Regions from separate parts of the Arabidopsis thaliana genome. Here region 1 is linked to region 2. The links are chromatin contacts, called in public capture Hi-C maps. All regions are on one chromosome and are shown on one strand. Each heading gives the region's core, a stretch centred on a gene start, on an enhancer-like site or on the middle of the called end of the contact. The rest is flanking DNA. Distances are from core to core; before and after follow the strand shown.

Region 1 (2,700 bases), core at 13-2,512, 34 kb after region 2:
ATAGAAGAAGTGGAAGGTCTTTTTACTGAAATGAGAGATAAAGGCTTGAAGCCTTCGGCTGCAACTTATAACATTCTTATGGATGCTTATGCTAGAAGGATGCAGCCTGATATCGTTGAGACACTTCTGCGGGAGATGGAGGATTTAGGTTTAGAGCCAAATGTGAAATCGTACACGTGTTTGATTAGTGCGTATGGGAGGACGAAGAAGATGAGTGATATGGCTGCTGATGCTTTCCTGCGGATGAAGAAAGTAGGTTTGAAACCTTCTTCACATTCTTACACAGCTCTTATTCATGCTTACTCGGTTAGCGGGTGGCACGAAAAAGCTTATGCTTCCTTTGAAGAGATGTGTAAGGAGGGGATTAAACCGTCGGTTGAAACATACACATCAGTTCTTGATGCATTCAGACGATCAGGCGACACTGGAAAGCTGATGGAAATTTGGAAACTAATGCTGAGAGAAAAAATCAAAGGGACACGGATAACATATAACACTCTTCTCGATGGGTTTGCCAAGCAAGGACTCTACATTGAAGCAAGGGATGTTGTATCTGAGTTTAGTAAAATGGGTTTGCAGCCGAGTGTCATGACTTACAATATGCTGATGAATGCATACGCACGGGGAGGACAAGATGCAAAACTGCCGCAACTGTTGAAGGAAATGGCTGCTCTTAACTTAAAACCTGATTCCATCACATATTCAACAATGATCTACGCGTTTGTTCGTGTTCGAGACTTCAAAAGGGCATTCTTTTACCACAAGATGATGGTTAAAAGCGGGCAAGTACCAGACCCAAGGTCCTATGAGAAACTTAGGGCGATTCTGGAAGACAAGGCAAAGACAAAGAACAGAAAGGATAAGACTGCCATACTTGGTATAATTAATAGCAAATTCGGTCGGGTTAAAGCTAAGACGAAGGGGAAGAAAGATGAGTTTTGGAAGTACAAGACGAATCGAACTACTTCTCCTGGTCGTCACCGATCTTGAAGGTAGCCTAAAAGCTATATAAATGCTTTAGTGGTACATAGTGAGGATTCTCAAGCTATACGAATCTAGTTGTATTCAATATATGTTCCTCTGTTCTTTGTACTTATAGCCTTATTTATTAGCATTCTAATTTTTTATGTTCCTAGGACATACCTTGGTCATGTGTAGTAAAAAGTGCAAAAGTTTAGCTTTATTATTCCGACAAGCGAAGTATCTCTTAAGTAGCAAGCAATCTTTAGATATAACTCTTAGCTCTCTGCATCAAAGATCACACACATCACTCTCTTGTAAACAACCCAAATAAAGAAAATGAAAATCTTGATCTTGATTCTATCCTTTGTGACACTCTTTGAGATTTGCGTTGTGGACGCATGTCGATCATACTGTGGAAACATAACCGTTGATTATCCGTTTGGGATCCGAAACGGATGTGGGCATCCAGGGTATAGAGATCTATTGTTTTGTATGAACGATGTGTTGATGTTTCACATAAGTTCAGGTTCTTATAGAGTTTTGGACATCGATTACGCATATCAGTCCATAACACTGCATGATCCTCACATGTCGAACTGCGAAACCATCGTGCTCGGTGGCAAAGGCAATGGCTTTGAAGCTGAGGATTGGAGAACTCCATATTTCAATCCTACCTCAGATAATGTCTTTATGTTGATCGGATGTTCTCCTAAATCTCCTATATTTCAAGGTTAGTAAGTTACTACAACAATATTTCAAAAAAAAATCAACTTAAAGATTAAATTTTGATTTATTTACATTCTGTAGGCCACACAACTTTTCAAATTTTAGTTTGCATTTTTCAAATCCGGTTTACAATTTGAGTTCTATTTTTTTTTTTTTTGGGTTTGGTTCATAGAAAACTAGAAGTAAAAAAAAAAATCTAATCTGTTTGATTTGATGAAATTTTGGTTTGATTCGCTTTTGTTTTGAATAATTTCAGATATTAGTAAATTATTAGTACATGAATTATTATGAATTTATGATTACATATATTATGATTCACAGATAATTAAAATTTACTTTTTCTTTTTCAAAAAATCTGTTTTTTTTTTGTAGTTTTAATAATAGCAAAATTCATTTTGGTCATTAGGTTGTTAAGAAACTAAAACCAAGCCGTTTTTAAACACATTTGGATTTCTGTTCCGGTTAAATTCGGTTAATAATCCGGTTACATTTGGTTAATAGGCTTCCCGGAAAAGAAAGTGCCGTGCCGCAACATCTCTGGAATGAGCTGCGAAGAATACATGTCATGTCCAGCTTGGGACATGGTCGGATACAGACAACCGGGTATACATTCCGGGTCAGGTCCACCCATGTGTTGTGGGGTCGGGTTCGAATCCGTAAAAGCGATTAATCTAAGTAAGTTGGAGTGTGAAGGATACAGTAGTGCGTATAATCTAGCACCCTTGAAACTTAGAGGACCCTCTGATTGGGCTTATGGGATACGTGTTAAGTATGAACTCCAAGGAAGTGATGCGTTTTGTCGTGCGTGTGTTGCAACTTCTGGGACTTGTGGCTATGAACCTGCTGATGGTGGAGGGCTTAGACATGTTTGCATGTGTGACAACCATAATTCCACTACAAACTGTGATTCAGGTCAGTTTTGAATTATCAGATTTTTTTAGTTAAAAGTTGATTTGTGTTTTATCAATTATATAAATCAAATATGAACCTAAACCTTAACCATATAACTTA
Region 2 (2,700 bases), core at 112-2,611:
ATGAGAAAAATAATTATATAAATTAAATAGAATAGAATTTTAATATTTGAAATAATATAGGGAGATTTAGCATTAGAATAACAATATTTAATTATAAATAGTATTATTTTATTTTTATCACCAAAATTCATTTATAATAAAACGTTACAACGTCCATTTTACAACATACTTTTCTATATTAATTCTAGCATTCTTAGCAAGCATATCAGCTATCACATTTGCCTCTCTCTCTTATACACTTAAATTTTAAGCCATGTCTATATTTATAAGATTTTCAATTTCATTCCCTAGTCCCTACCGTATTTGCAAAGCCATGTCACAGATTCTCATTTGTCTACCCCAAATATAGCTGTCAAATGGTCCGTCCAGGGACCATTGGGCGTGTCCGTATGGACAGTTTTTTTTATGGGCCAAGTTGGACGGTCCATAATGGACAATGGTCCGAAAAATGTCCATGCCCAATAAAGACCATGTCCATATGGGCAAGCCCATGTATAGCCCATTTTATTATTGATAAATCAAAAATCATGATTTTAAAGAATTGTGTTTTTGCATTTTGCATTTTTCCGACAAAACGGTAAAATTGTGTTTTTCTTACCAATACAATAAAATCACGATTTTGGCGGAAAAATTATGAAATTGTTTTTTCCCGCCAAAACGGTAGAATCGTAAAATTGTTTTTTCCCGCCAAAACGAAGAATTGTGTTTTCTCACCAAAACTGTAAAATTGTGTTTTTCGCCAATATAATAAAATCACGATTTTGGCAGAAAAATTACGTTTTCCCGCCAAAACCGTAAATTCGGAGAATTGCGTTTTCCCGTCGAAACTGTAAAATTGTGTTCTCGCCAATATAATAAAATCGCGTTTTAGAGGAAATTTGCGGAATTACGTTTTTCCGTCAAAATCGTAAAATCGGAGAATTGTATTTTTCCCTCAATTCATGCCCATGGGCAGCCCATTGTCCATATGGTCAAGCCCATATTATCCGCGGACAAAACTGGTCATATGCCCAATTAGACCATTTGTTTTATGGTCCGGAATATAGCCCGTCCATATGCATTTGGACTGGGCAACCCCATGGGCCGCCTGTCCAATTGACAGTTCTAACCCCAAAGATGAGAGATTCATGAATTTTTCACATCTCTTGAAAATTAGGGTAGCTTCGGTTCGGGATATCTTGATTATCCAAAACAAATAGAAAACTATTTCTCTCATCAAATTGAGTTTTTTTCTCTATAATTGAGTTTGTCATCAAATTGAGTTTTGCAAGGCTAGCTCCGTTTTAACATATATATATATATATATATATATATATATATATATATATATATATAATATTACATCAATCTAATAGCCAATCTTTAAACCTCGAGTTGGTACCTCAGTAACACATCCCAAAAACTGACTCAGCAACCGAACATAACATACACTGCTCCTCAGTTTTTGCCCCGAGATGAGGAATCCCACAATTCCCATGCATCTGTCTGTTCATTGTCTTCATCCATCTTTTTCATTTCTTTAATCCAAAATAGACACCCAATGCCTTTAAGTGTCTCCTACTTCAAACCACTCTCATGAATCATTTCATAACACAACCCATAAAACTCAACCTCCCCCCATGTGCCTTCACATGCATTCCAATGAAACACCACTCAACTAAACTAATTTCCTAAGCCTATTAATTTCCATTTATAAGCATTGTTGTTAACTTAAAAAATTTAAACAACCACTTTTGACTTCACATTCACAAAGCTATGGATCTTTGCAAAAGTAGAGCAACAACCACCATTACTCTCTCATGTCTCATCTTCTTTGTTTCTTCATTCTACACAATCTCCACCGCTAAATCTGTCACGAATCCGCTCTATCAACTCCTTCTGTTCATCGGCTTCTTCCTCGCTGCAGCCTTGTCGCTTGTTTTACTGGTGGCAGCAGCACGAGCCACCATGGTTGCGTGGATAACGGTCCTCGTCTTACTGGCCTTTTCGGGTACACGTCGCCGTGTTTTAGCGCGGAGGGGGAAGACGATCACGGCGGACGTGGCGATGAGCTTGTTCAGGGTTCTGATTAGAGAAGCAAATCCTCGTGGTTAGTCTCATGAAGATTGTTTGTTGTTAGAGAGTATTTACATATCACTTTTGTATATAACAAAAATATATGTATTTTTGTGAATGATTTTTCCCCTTTTGTGTATTTATTTATTCGAATTTTAATTTTAATATATACATAATGTATGTGTGCTTTAAATGTTTATTCAATACTTCTATAGTTACAATTTTCTATAGAATTAATCTTTAGATGTTAAAAAAATGTTTTAATCTTTCTAATACGAAAAATATTTATTGAGTTATTTCATATCATAATCGGGGATTCTGATCGCAATTTTGATATTAAAAATGGTTAAGGAAATAAAACCAAAAATGATCTTAATTTCCTGCCACTGCATATTTCACTATAAATAAATGGGATCAGAAAGTTTACAGTTTTCTTCTCTACTATACTACAAAATTAGTTTAGCTTTCTAAAATAAAATAAGGAAGAAAACCTTAAGTAAAACCAATTACATGTCTAAAATATACTTACAAAAGATCCTCAATTATAAATTTTAAAAAGGTTGTTGTAATATCTCATATCCATTTAGATGACGTCACATACAATTTGCTACCTCTTGTCACTCATTTAAACATACAATACGTTGT

What was found. Capture Hi-C pulls out chosen DNA fragments and counts their contacts.
Region 1: a contact with region 2 is called in a capture Hi-C map of root, with 2.0 times the contacts expected there. The contact joins the promoter of AT5G50290 here to the promoter of AT5G50175 in region 2. A contact is called at or near these places in 1 of 2 datasets of contacts at active chromatin or transcription factors (shoot) and 1 of 3 other capture datasets (root).

What each region holds. Positions count from the first base shown.
Region 1 is chr5:20,460,515-20,463,214 of TAIR10.1, forward strand. AT5G50290 (wall-associated receptor kinase galacturonan-binding protein) reads left to right here and starts at 1,263. Exons shown (of 4, transcript NM_124408.4): 1 at 1,263-1,693; 2 at 2,191-2,601. The coding sequence starts at 1,300. EMB1006 (Pentatricopeptide repeat (PPR) superfamily protein) reads left to right here. Exons shown (of 2, transcript NM_124407.2): 2 at 1-1,196. The coding sequence ends at 990.
Region 2 is chr5:20,426,388-20,429,087 of TAIR10.1, forward strand. AT5G50175 reads left to right here and starts at 1,362. Exons shown (of 1, transcript NM_001036969.3): 1 at 1,362-2,332. The coding sequence starts at 1,756. The coding sequence ends at 2,094.